Linked DNA regions of Rattus norvegicus: region 1 is linked to region 2. Evidence: chromatin contacts called from public Hi-C data. All regions are on one chromosome and are shown on one strand. The core of a region is the stretch at or near the end of the contact, and the rest is flanking DNA. Distances in the headings are between cores, read along the strand shown.

The links. Hi-C and Micro-C count contacts between places; a contact is called where the count stands out from the background.
Region 1: a Hi-C map of Schwann cells shows a contact between it and region 2, with 7 times the contacts expected there. The contact joins two enhancer-like sites. A contact is called at or near these places in 3 of 12 Hi-C or Micro-C datasets (the A7r5 cell line, the Rat2 cell line and Schwann cells).

What each region holds. Positions count from the first base shown.
Region 1 is chr2:141,838,745-141,845,947 of GRCr8, reverse strand. It overlaps Dclk1 (doublecortin-like kinase 1), which reads right to left. Exons shown (of 13, transcript NM_053343.3): 12 at 6,778-6,891. Among named protein-coding and RNA genes, the nearest start is that of Dclk1, 59 kb to the right of the region's middle. Within about 2 kb of position 3,642, at least 18 of the 93 cell types and tissues checked have an H3K27ac peak or open chromatin away from gene starts, as enhancers often do. A contact at or near this core is called in Schwann cells, where this site is marked.
Region 2 is chr2:141,695,222-141,701,941 of GRCr8, reverse strand. It overlaps a transcript of Dclk1 not described here. Among named protein-coding and RNA genes, the nearest start is that of Dclk1, 84 kb to the left of the region's middle. Within about 2 kb of position 4,726, at least 40 of the 93 cell types and tissues checked have an H3K27ac peak or open chromatin away from gene starts, as enhancers often do. A contact at or near this core is called in Schwann cells, where this site is marked.

The DNA of each region.
Region 1 (7,203 bases), core at 2,393-4,892, 150 kb before region 2:
TGGGTCACGTGTATTAATTATTGTGTTTACTTGACACTTTGCTTCTACCCTTAATTCTACGAGTTTCGTAATTCCTCAGAATGTTCCTTTTTCTGAAATTAGATAAATTTACTGGTGCTTTAAAACACACACACACACACACACACACACACACACACAAATAAGTACAGATGTAATTAGACACACTTGAGGCCTGTTTTTCACCATCTATCAATTCTACATGCAGATGTCTGGCTGATCTGCCCCAGGACAGGACACATAGGATAAGAAAGGCTGCATCATGCTAGGGCTCAATTTGCATAAAGTATGAAAGGGAGCAAGACTAATTACCACAGGTAGACTTCTGCTTAGCTCCTACCCCTGGGACAAAGCCATGCTCTGGGAAGGGCCTGGAAGGGTGCTGGGAATGCTGTCTCAGGACTGTGCTCAGCATGTGAATCTGCTGGGGACATTAGCATTTGTGGAGTGTGTACTCTCCTGCATTTGCTTCAGTGTTGGAAAGTCAAAAGCGGGGTCTGTGTGCAGGCAAATCATAATTAACTCCCCCTCCCCGAGAGCTAATTTGCTTAGGTAAATGAAACACTAGATGGGAGATCCTCTCCCTTGGACCAACCCTGAAGGCACAAAGAACCTTTTCTGGGAAATCCTCTTACTGAGCTTAGGTGTTTTCCTATTACAAGCCGACTTAGAAATGATCATGACCTTACTACGTTTTGATTATTTGTCTGGGTGTCCCTGATTTTCTCGGCCCTTTCTTTTGAGACTCTAATTATAAAAAGTAATTAAGAGCAATGATCAAAGGGGAGATGTATATGTATTATATATAAATATATATGTATCTATACAGTCATGAACATATGGTCTTTTTTGGTAAAACTTGGCGGTCTGATCCATGAGACGGTGTTAGGCAGACACTATGATTTGAACACGAATGCCAAAGCTGGGGGGCTTTTCTTGGCGAGTGCTACTTCAAGGAGCTTTTACCTGGAGATCATTTTGGAGACATTTAGGTGAAGAGAAGTTCCCTAGAACTTCTCAGAGTTCATTTCTCAAACCATCGCAAGCCATCTTGCTTGTGGGTAACTCTAGAGAGATACGCACACAATGCCCCTGGCAGCAGATGCCAGCGCCATTGACTGGAATCGGAAACGAGGGGGACAGAATTCATAAGCTGGTTAAACAAGTCACACTTCCCATAGGCCCCCTTGCTCAAGCAGATAAGCCAACTAAAGAATCTGACAATTACGAAATTCAGAAAGTAAACTCATGCAGGAGCTAGTACATAGAGGGAGCCGGGGGTGGGGGTGGGGGAGGGAAGGAAACGGTAAAGCGAAAACAAAACGGAAAGGCGGAGAACTTGGAAACACAAGCTTGCCAACACACACAATGCATTCTGTAGCCCGCTGTCCTGGGAGGCATCTCTACTGCTAAGGTGTAAATGCATTGTCTCATCATCCGAGAAGGTTAAGACTGGGCTGGGTGACTTTAAAATGACAGTATATACTTCTATAGCAGACACACTAAAGTGCCGCTGTAGTTCCGTTTATTACCGGGCAGAAGAGCACTGGAAACATCATCGCTGCGAGCAGCAACCACAACAGGCAAAGGCTTTGGCGGCAGCCCGGAATATACTGTCCTTTTAACCGGAAGGGGGAGTCGGTACTGAGCATGTGCGATGGAAAGAAAGCTGGCAAATGTCAGTGTGAAGAATGGGTGAAAAAAAGGAATGAGAGGGGTGTGGCATCTCAATCAAGATTAAAATGAAACCGATAAAGCAGCATATGGACTGGGTAACAAATCAAAAACATGTTTATCCACTGAAGGAACTGGTAGATGGAGACTGCCAGCACGTTGCCATGGAAACACTGACTGTTGCGCTGCACCATCTCATACCTTATCCAATACATTCCTGGTTGTTGGTAGTAGTCCAAAGACCCTGATCTCTTGATGGTAAACCCGTGGTCCAGCTGAGCAGAGAGAAATGGGGCAACTCAGTGGATCAACATTGTGCTCAAGAATTAAGACTCCAGTCCCAGCTCTTCATTAACTACGTACGTACACATGGCGGTGAGGCCTTGTCTGCAGAGCAGCTAGCTAATAACACAATCTGCACATTGAAAATAAAATAAAAAAATAAAGAAACACAAATCCCTTACGAGTATCCTGGATGCCAATTTGTTAGGGTAGATTTGTCTGTCAAACAGCTTTTTGAATATGCTTTTAACCATGCCCTCAGTGTCAAGAGATATATAAACACCCCTTCTTCTGTTTACAGTAGTAAATGTAGTTAAACTGAAGCCACTGTGAGTCACCATGAATACACAGGTGGGACACCCTCCCCAATAATATCCAGTAGGCTTAAACTAGGCTTTATAATTATGAAATAAAAGCGGAAAGGAATGAGGTTTGAAAGGGGCAAAATCATAAGCATTTAGATTTAAGAGAATATACATATATTCATTTATATTCATATATATATATTCATATTCCTGAACTAAAGAGATGAGATAGTATAGTTTATTTGGGAAAATAAAATTAAATGGGAAGAAGAAAGCTTTCTGTATACGTTAAAAGCTTGTATGTACAGTTAAGTGCTTAGCACTAACAAAAGACACAGCAAATACAACATGTGGTAAGTTCCCACTACTGTCCATTCTGGAATAAGATGTTAGCTTTTGGCTACCTGAGAATAAAAGCCTCAATCCTCATGTCCCACTGCTGGCCTGAGCCCTCTGCCCACCCAGGATGCACCTTGCTTTGGAAGAGAGATTCTGGAGTTCTTTCAAGTGTCTCAAGGATTTGACACTCCTGACAGATTCTACTTCTAATGCACAAAAGGCATTTCAAAAGCATGCCGGGGCACTAGGCATTTAAACGAGAAACCACTCTGAGATTTGGTGCTCTGATTGGAAACTAGGCTATACTAGTGTTCGGAGAAAGCAACATGAGGCTTTAATCTTCAAAAATGTATTATTTCTTTTCTTTCCTTTTTAGCAAGAAAAAGAAAATCGGAGCATGCTTGCTCTCTGGAAGGTGGTTGTTTGGCCACAAAGAGGCTGCCAGGTTACTAGTTCTCTAGTGCCATCTAGAGGTGGACTGCCATAGAGCAGGGCGTGGGGGGCTATTGAAGCAAAGCTTTCCAGTACCACAATTATTAGCTGATTAGTATGGATTTGTTCAATTAGACTGAAATGCTCCATTTGCATGAGCAAAATACAAAAGGACAATGTTAAAGCATTAGGAAAATTATCAACTAAAACAATAAACAGCATTAAATGGGGGAAAAATTGGAAGTGGCATCTCAGTCGTGGGTTTTTCATCAAGCTGTGCAAATCTAATCATGCCTCCCTCCCCCTCTCAGCTCTCAGAGAGTCCACCGTTAAAATGTCATCTCTAATTCCTCTTCATGTCTATAAACTGCATTTTAATAACCTTTTGTTTCCTTTTCTCCGTTCTGATCTCCTCTCTCTCTCTCTCTCTCTCTCTCTCTCTCTCTCTCTCTCTCTCGTTGCCCAACTGCTATGAAAGCCGGCAGGACAATGGAATCCTTATCAGAGGCAGAATATCTCAGTTTCCTGGACAGCCTTGGATGCTCCCCTGACCACACTGCCTGACCAACAATGCTCCATCGTCCTGCCTTCATTCAGAATGGCCCCATGACCCCCAAGAGCCCCAGTTGATAATTATTCTCCCAGCCAACTCAGGACTCTCGTGGAGCCTTCGTGTGAAGTCATCCTTTGAGAAAGAGGGCAGAAAAGGGGGCAACCTGAACAAGAGCATTGTGTTTCAGATCATGCGTTCTCGTGTGTTTCAGAAATGGCACCTGTGAACAGAGGGGACTGGCTGAGCCCATATTGCCCCTTTGTTGTTCTGTCTCTCAAGAAAGAGAGCATGCCATAAACTCCTTTATAACCAGTGTTGCTCTGTGCCAGGTAGATTTCTGACTATAGAAAGACAAATCCCATGCAGAGATTAATGGCATGACTATTTGTTTCCAGAAAAAGAAAAGGAAAAAAAACTAAGAACTGATACTTCAATCTAATTTTTAAAAATTCCAGGAGTGCACATAATTAAAAAGAAAAAGACTATAGATAAAGACAATTTAAAGACAATTTCACAGCCACCCAGGAACATATATTTGCTCAGGGGGGGGGATCTGCTTGAAGGAAACTTATTTTTTTACTTTATCAAAATAAATAATCAACATGTTATATGTGTTGAAGACATTCTTATCATGGGGGAATAAAACCAGAATTATTAAATTGTCAAGTGCCCTTTATAGACTATACCAGTCATAATAGGTGTTTATTTCACCTTCCCCTAAAGTGTTGCCTCACAAGATCACTGCTTTGTAGCCATACTCTAGAGTTTGGAATGGAACAGTATTTAATGCTAGGGTTTTTTTCTTGTGATGAAAATGCTGCTAATGCTTAGTCTTTGTACTTGGGATCAGAAACAAGCTTGTGGAATTTGCCTGTGTTACTCTGAAAGCTAAAAGCAAGGCAGTCCGTACGACCAGCTTCTAATTCTCTGCTCCGCCCCATGCCCTGAAGCTTCCCGGAATCCTCGGAGAAAGCAGAGATGCTGGCGTGGGAAAAGCATCCTGGAAAAGGCACACACATGTGGTCCCTTTCTTTTGACACTCAAGTTTTCATACTTGAGATTTGAATGACAGAGGCTAGCATAAAGACTATGCCAAAGGGCTGTGTAAAGCCTAAAGCACTGTAAAGACTCACCCAACTCATGTGTAATTCAGAGTTACGGGTGTGGGTGTTGGGGAGTGGGCTGTAAATCACTGTGGTTTGATGACCATGGAGAACAAGTCAGTGATAAACTGAGACCTCTGTACTCAAAATAGCATTCATGCTGGGCACAGTGGCCCACAGTCAAGAGACTGAGACAGGAAGGTGGCTTCAAGTTTGAACGAAGCCAGTGGGGGCCGCATAGTGAATTCTAGGTCAGCATAGTGTACAGGACTAGCAGCATAACAAACAAAAACAAAGGAAAACTTACATTCAAAATGGTATAGTCCTGATACTTAGAAAAGATATCAGTGGCCATTTGATGATGTTTATAATAAATCCACAAATACTTGGTTTCAGAATTTATCAGTGTCTAATTAAAATAAGATTTGCCCTCAAAGATGTATCATTTGCTAACTGGAAAATCATATAGAAGTTTCTGTCCACAGTCATTACAGGACTCCCAGAACACTTTAAACAAACCATTACTCAACACCTAAGGCTAATTTAACCAAACACCAATTAAAATGAAATTATGGGGAAAAAAATGGCCCAGGTGGGAAAGACACTCTCTATAACAGCCATGAGCTCCAAGAGGGAGCAGGGAAACATTCCTTTTTGTGGACAATGGTATTGCCCACCCATTCCAAAATGGTGGCCCAGTGGAGCCAAATCTATGAAAATAGAACTTTGGTTAGGTCTGTTTCCCCAAGAGACAGAGGCTTGCAAACATTCCTGCCGGACGTTAGCTGATGACAAAGAATGTGGACATTCTGGAAAATATGGAGGACAGTTGATATTTTTTTTCCTCCACTGAGTTTTGGAAAGAGATAAAGAGAGGCAAAAAGAACAACGTGAAGCTGAGGAACATCCCAAAGAGTTTACATTCTATGGATAACCGTCAGTCTACTCACTTGTCATCACCCACAATGTACTGAAAAACGGTCCCGGGGGGACTGTGAGATTCGAACGGCAAGAGCCTCTTGCAAAATGAGGAGGTCTCTATCAGACAGTTACTGATGGAGACCTGCCTCCTAACTGTCAAAGTGGCCCCTTACATGAGTCTTAGCTTTGGCACTCTAGCAAGATAAAAACCAGGAAGAAAAGCAGAGCCCCGAAACACCCATACAAAGATTGACCACTGCGCACTGCGCACTGCGCACTGCGCATGAGCTGAGCAGCAGGGCTGTCCGCAGCGCAGCGCGAATACTCTCCTATGATCCTCAGTCGTCCTGTCTCAAGGTCTTTGTTGAGAAAAGGGAAACAGCCCGAGTGGGTCTCACACTGAGTGTGTTGCTAAAGCATACATACTCTGGCCAAAGAGGAAATTGTTAAAAACTCAAGTTACTTGAGACGTTGGTCTATGTGCACTCTAGAATTTGACACCAGGAAGTTTGAGGTTTAAGTATTTCTCTGTTAGAGAAGCTATCAAGTTACACCTAGTGTATGTCTGCGTGTGTAGAACAGGGGAAAATAAAGCCAGGGCATCCTCATCAAATAAAATGGTAATTACAAAAGTTGTCAACTTAACAAATTTCTAAGGAGCAAAATCATGTGACTTCACTGGGCATTCCTGCAATTTGCTCTCTCTCTGAAAATCAGTGTTTGCTTTCTGCTCTGGTTTGACTTTCATCTGGATTTGGTGTACATGGATGACTACATTGCTCCAGACTCTCTCTGCTGTGTCACCTCCCTCTCAGCTTCCCTTTCCTTCCAGGTTCTAGCAAAAGGACACTGGATGCTTTACCTGAGTGTCAACAAGTTACACTGCCATAGAGTCCAGTTTGGGGAGAGAGGTTTTTTTTCCCCTTCTTTTTCTTAAAAGAATAAATCATGAAGTTAATGTATGCTGCCAGATAGCCTGGAGGTGATGGATAATGAGGCACCCAGGGAAACAATCTGCACACACTCTCTCTCTCCCACTGCTGTCTAAAGAAATGACCCACTACGCTGCCTCCAGAAGGAATCTCCAGGGAACGCCTGTCTCTTGGGAGGCTGCTTTTAAAAGTTCGAGGTGGATATTTCAGATGCTTACTGCTATTACAGAAACTCCAGCTGCCGTGCTGCTCGGCTTGGGGCCCGTGTTGAAATGCTTCTTGATCTTGCCAGCTACTGACAGCTGATGTTCATTTTCTGGGAGGCCATCATCCTGGAGGATAAAAAGAGTGAGAAACAAAGAAAAAAAGGGGAAAGTTAGATACTCGGAAGTGAGGTCAGAAATCTCTGAATCAGGTCAGGATCTTAGAATTGGAAGAGGTCGGAGACCAATCAACCAAGATTTTCCCCATGAAGCTGTCATTAAAGGCCCTCATCCCCTTCCTATCTTCCTTTTCTGTCTGCATTTTAATTGCTGGCCCTGTACCATCAGACCCTTGGAGGTTTGTCTCTCAACCCAAAATCTTCTGACTTTGGTTTCTAATAAAATCTATTTTCAATCTTGGCTCCCTGGACATATGTTCAA
Region 2 (6,720 bases), core at 3,477-5,976:
ACCACTTACTTACTCCCCAGAAACTCATGTTTCCCTAGCAAAATATAGGTATAGTTTATTTGCCGAACATGTTATGATGGGCCTACAGTGCATCAAGTTCCAAGCCAAATACTATATTTTTTTTCAAATCTCTGGTTGGGGGCTGAGAGATATAGTTGTCTATAAAGTTCTTGATACACAAGCACAAGGACCCAAGTTTAAAGAACAGTTACAGTAGAACACTTATAATCCCAGTGTTGGGGAAGCAGAGGTATATAGAGCCTAATTGATAAGCTTAAAAACAAGGTAGAGGGTGTACCCAAGGAGAAACGGTACCCAAGGTCATTCTCTGTACATGTATCTGTATACTTACAAATATGCACAATATGTGCTCATATGCACATACGAAAATATAGATCAAAAAATGTTGTTTTCTAAAGGAGCTACATCTTCCTTTCTTCATACTCTACCATTTTCATTACAGGATATCAGGTGACTACTCAGCCACATTCAACTGTGTGTGCATGTTCTTGCTAAGTGGGTAGAAAACCAGCGGGACTACAACATGTTCTAAGTAGGGAGTAGCCAATGGGCTTCCACCATTCTGATGATGACTGTTCACCAAGCTTTCAGCTCAAAGAACACAGCAGACAACAAATGATCCATCTTGGACAGTTTAAGCACAATCCTGTTAGCAAGTGAGAGCTGAAACGTGACGAACTTTTGATGTTCCTTCCAACACTAGGATTCCAAGAATATGAAAAGAACAGAGTGGTTGCTAAAGAAGTTGTCTGTCATCGCTCAGCAGAGAAGACACGGGAAAGAGTCATTCCGGTGTCAAGTAACATGTACTCATTTAATACTGCTCAAGCTTCGGTGGATGGAATCAATGGGAGTGCTGAACTGTTGGACGCTCTAGGGGTTTCTACTGTGCATCGTTTTGCTTCTTTCCTGCTTAAAACATCCCACTGGAAAAAGGCAGTAAACTCTGGAGATGAAATTAAAAAAACAAAGCCATTCCTTGTGAGAAACTCCACCCTCTTACCTATAGTCACAATCTAGCTACAGGTTGATTTCCTGCAACATCTCCAAATGTCGGGCAGCCCCAGCCATCTTCCTCATAGCTGCCATCATCATCCTGTCTGCCCAGAGCCCGTCCTCCCCGAGGGACCTTGGCATTTAGCTCTTGTAAAAGTCTGAAACCCTACCCCCTTCTCAGCACTTCATCCTGTTTAATTTCCTTGGTCATCCATTCTCTACTAAAATTTTGAATTCTCTTTGCACAGCTCCGAAACTACCACTAGCTTATAGTCATCAACTTAAGGTTTGCCCTTCGCAGCTGGTATTCCAGATGCCCTCACATCTGTCTCCAGACTAACGGCCATGTCTCCAGTTTTGACCCAGTGTCTAATGAGTAGTAAACACTCATGGCTGAACAGAACTTATACTCTAAAATAAAAGCTCCCACTGGTTTTCATTTCCTGACAAAGGGCTTAACCTTTCCTGTTTGTTTTCTATAAAAAAACCCCTATTATGATCCATTCTCACCTAGACTTGGTCTAAGCCCTTCCTGTGGCCCAAGGCTCAGTTGAAGGTTCGAGCCCTACCTTCCCCAACCCCTCCAACCCAAAGGCACACACCCTTGTTCTGAAGCTGTTGGCATCACTTAATACATGTTTACCAACTGCCTATTAATAGCCCGGAGGATATGCATCTGTGTTTTTTTCTCTCTTCTTTTCCAGCCTCTAGACTAACGATCCCTACAACTCCCAACACAGTGTTTGTAGTGAGTCAGTAACTTGCCCAAAGTCACCCACAAAATTTTGCCAAAGGTCTGAGGGGAGCTGTCTGGGATTTTCCTCCCATCTCTCGGCTGTCCAGAAATGAGGCAGAGCAGTATCTCCTGGCGGTGCCTTCTCCCACCCTATGCCCGCACCTGCTCTGGAACATTCCCAAGAGCATAGCACTGGTAACCGCCTGGTTTAGGTGTCAACCCAGCCCTGCCACTCAGCTGGGAACCTCTTTGTACCTCAGTTTATCACATCAATCAATCATTTTAAGGTCTGATGTGTTATGAACGTGAATAGGAACCTCCTCCATACACTTCAGCTATTTTGAGCCAAAAATGTTGCCTTTATTGTTAAAGCAAGCATGAATCAAATATAAACCTACATCAAATGAATTAATTTTTAAAGCAGAACCCACAAGGTTTTATACTCCTAGTTAACCACACCTGCAGGCTTCTTGTCTGAGTAGATCTGAGCAAGATGTGACAAGCGAATGTTCCTTACTGCTAATGGAACAAGAATTTTTGTTTTGTTTGTGTGCTGTTTTATTTTTGTTTTAGCTTTGTCTTGAAATAGGATCTCACTATGTAGACCAGGCTGGCCTCCAACTCCACTTGCCTCTGTCTCCCCCATACTGGATTTAAAAAAAAAAAGATTACTATTTTGATGAAAAACGTACTTTAGATTTGAGTCAAGTAATTGGTGCAGAGCTTACAGAAGCCACAAACACAAACACAAATGTGGCTCTGGCTTCCTTTTGGTTTCCCTGGTTTGAACCTTTGAAGACTCATTTGCACCTCTGTTCTCATCTGGGACTAAAATAAGAGTTCCATGAACCATTGTTGCAGAAGCTCAGGGGTGCTAGTGTCACTAAGCCTTAGATTTGTGGGAACCACAGATTTCTATCTTTTGAGGAAAGCACCCCATTGGCATGCCCACATTATAAACAAGATTCTATGTGGCTCACATGCAGGCAGAGAGGATGAGATCTGTTTCCAGCACACTGCTTACGTTCTGACCGTGGATATTTGGTTCTTATCTGGTGTTTCGGTTATTCTGTGGAAATTTAACTCCAAAGGAAGTCCCATGTTCATGCTGAGATTTTCTCTTGGATGGTGCTCAGGACAGTATGGAAGCTAGCACACCTCAAAACGCACAGGTGCGTATGACTTTCAAATGTGCTAAGAGGAAAAGAAAAAAAGCCACGGAGTGTGCCGATGAGAGCTAGGGACCAGGGATCAGGATATCCCATTTCCAGAGCTACAGTCATCTGGGAAGATGAAGTTCAGTTAAGGAAACGCCCTCATCCGATTGGCTGTCTGATGGTACATAAGTCTGTGCCGCACTTTCTGGATTGATAATTGATATGGGAGGGTTTGGCACCCCATAGTTATTGCTCCCAGGTGGCCCCAGGCTGTATACGAGAGCTGGCTGAGCAAGCCAGGAGGCCAAGCCAGTTGAACGGCTTTCAGCCATAGTCTTTGCTTCAGTTCTACCTTCAGCTTCCCTCGGTGACAGACTACGATCTGTAAGATTCAATAAGCTCTTTCCTCTCCAAAATGGCTTTGGCCAGTGTTTCACCATAGCAACAGAAAGCAAATCTAAGTTCTAAGCTCACTTGCTGTAAGAAATTTGGAGGCGTTAATTAAATAGTCTTATCAGTTTCTGCATTGCTTTTAACACACTGTACCTGATAATTAAGTGTGTGTGTGTGTGTGTTTGTGTGTGTGTGAGCGCGTGTGTGAGCACGCATGCTGTAGCATCAAGAGCTTCTGGTCACTATCGCTGTGATGAAACGCCATGACCAAAAGCAACTTGGGGGCTTGGTATCTCATTCACAGTTCTGTATGACAGCTCATCATCAAAAACAGTGAGGGCAGGAACTCGAGCAGGGCAGGAGCTGAGGCAGAGGCATGGAGGGAGCTACTAACTGGCTTGCTCCTGGTGGTTCGCTCAGCCTGCTTTTCATAGAACCCAGGACCACTGGCTCAGGGATGCCACCATTACAGTGGACTGTGCCTTCCCACATCAATCACCAAGTAAGAAAATGCCCTACAGGTTTGCCTGGGGTTCCCTCTTCTCCAACGACTTGTGTGAGGTTGACATACAACTGGCCAGCAAAGCCTCCCAGCATGGTGTATTGGGAGTTAGTACAGATGCCATCAGACACCCGCCTGGTGGCAGGTCCTTAGGTTACTCAGGGCATGGTGCGACCTCAGCTCCTCCCATCTCTCTGGCTCCTTAGCCACAGCTTTGCTTTCCCATGGTCCCACTGGGGCTGACACACAGCTTCAAAGACCCCAAAGCAACCACCTATGTCCTGAATCCTCCCAAGCTGTAAACCCAGATCAACGTTTTCTCTATAGAAGTTGATTGTGTTAGCCACACCGTTGAGAGCACTAAATTACACTGCGGTCATATAAACCCCAATGTGTAGATAAAGAAGACAGAGTAGGATAGAATAGAAGACAAGAAGGAATTTGAATTCAGGTCAGTCGGAATTCAAATGCAGGCTCTTAACTGCCAATCTACAGCAAAATAAGTCCTTTTAAACCCACAGAAACCCACACCCTGGCATGTATGTCTCAGACATTTCAGTTGATCAAACAGTTACTATAAGTAGTTATCACATATACTTTACATTAGCAGTAAAAGCAAGCGTCTAATAAGAACACTTGCTTTTTCTTTAAAATAATTTGAATTGTTTCTTTGGCTGGAGGAGAGCACGTTTCTTTTTCTAGCTATGAATTCACGCCTTTTCCACTGGCTCATTATGGCAGCACATTCGTCTCAGGGGACAGATGTGTACCGAGGAAACAAAACCATGCAGACAAACATGGACTTCTCGGCTCTGCTTCCGGTCTGAGTCGCTCTGCAAGGGCAAAGATTGAAACAAAGGCAGTAAAGGCATCTGCTGGTTACACATTTCTAAATCGGGACCACGGAACCCATTGCCCCTCACTGGAGTGTGGTCTCCATGGCAACAAAGACAGCAGGAAGCTGGCCTAGATTCTTATCAGGGGGCCTTAGCAAGGATATTTTCTTTACAAGAGCGCCCTCTGCAGACCAAATGGAGGATAGCCCTCAGACATCACTGGAAGCTGAGGAGGATCCTTTAATTCCTTAGAGATCATTGTAAAAAATAAACACAAACCAGCATAAAAATGGAAGCCAAGAAATTCAGTCCATTTACTGAACTCGTTGATTATGGTAAAATCCTTTAATTTTCTTCTCAAATATTTATGGGCAATTTTCACCTTTCCTGGTACAGTAGACATAAAAGTTTTATTGCTCATGTTTTAAAGATCTGTTTACACTTTATTGGTGTGCATGTGTGTCTGTGGAGCTGGAGTTCGAGGCAGTTGCCTGACATGGGCGCTGGGAATTGAACTCTAGTCCCCTGCAGGTACAGTTAACTGCTGAGCCATCTCTCCAGACCCTGTCGCTCGCATCCACTTCTACTTAGGGAAGAGAAATACTGTTTTGTAAAGTTAAAAAGTTTTCCCTCTTTGTGACTTGAGAGGCTATATCAGAGGGAACCATAATTCACGATGTGACCATTACAAACATCTTTCAAGTAAAATGTGGCACATGCAGGCTCCTCGTTCTTTAAAACAAAACAGATAGGGTATCTATCGCTCTCCCGCTTCGTCCCACGCTTAGCCTCTATTCTGTGCTAACACTCGGTGTTCTTGTACAATATGGTGTTGTAAATTAGCTATTATGAACTTTTCTCTTTATAATCGGTTATGCAATGTGTCTACAATTCATTATGTACTTACACAAAAGCTTTATAAAGTGCTATTTTCATAAAATACACCATCATTGCATTTTTATCTTCCCATTTCTTTGATGATAAACTTGTGCAAATGGTAACACATTTTATAATAATTCTTCCTAACAAAACTTTCAACTTAAAAAATTACAATTTTTCATTTCTGGGCTTGGGGGGATGGCATAGTTGGTCGAGAGCTTGCTATACAAACAGGAGGTCCTGAAGAAATCCTTAGGACTGGTGTATAGTAAGGTCAGCATAGCCTCACGCTCCTGGAGTCCCAGCACTGGGGAGGCAGAGGCAGAGCTCTGAAGTGCTGTCCAGTCTGTCCAGCCCATTCAGTGAGCTCCAGGTTCAACAAAAGATCTTGCCTCAAAAAATAAGGTGGACAGTGGTTCAGTGTGTGTGTGTGTGTGTGTGTGTGTGTGTGTGTGTGTGTATGTGTGTGTGGTGTGGTATCAGTGTGGTGTGTGGTGTGTATGTGGTATGTGTGTTTATGTGTGGTGTGGTATATGGTTTGTATGTGTGTTATGGTGTGTGTGAATGGCATGTGTGTGATGTGTAGTGTGTGTGTGTGGCATCTGTGTGTGTATGGTGTGGTGTGATGTGGTGTGTGTGTGTATGGTGTGGTGTGGTGTGAGGTGTGTGTGTATGTGGTGTGTGTGTATGTCTATGTGTGTATATGGTGTATGTGTGTGTGTGTGTGTGAGAGAGAGAGAGAGAGAGAGGAAGAGAGAGAGAGAGAGGTGTGTGTGAGAGAGAGGTGTATGTGTGCTGTGTGTTTATGTAGGTGTGAGTGGTATGTGTAGTGTGTAGTATGTGTGTGGTGAGTATAGTGTGGTGTGGTATGGTGTGGTGTGATGTGTTGTGTGTAGTGTGTCTGTGTTGTATGTGTGAGGTGTGTGTGTGTTGTGTGTGTATGGTGTGGTATGTATGGTATGTTGTATGGTGTGTGTATGTGTGGTCTGTGTGTGTTGTGTGTCATGTGTGGTGAGGTATATGGTTTGTATGTGTGTGAATGGTATGTGTGTGTGGAGTGGAGTGTGTGCAGTATGTGTGTGTGGCGTCTGTGTGTGTATGGTGTAGTGTGGTGTGTGTGGTGTGATGTGGTGTGTGTGTATGTATGTGTGTGTATGTGGTGTCTGTGGTGTGTGCGGTGTGCAGTGTGTGTGTATGGCA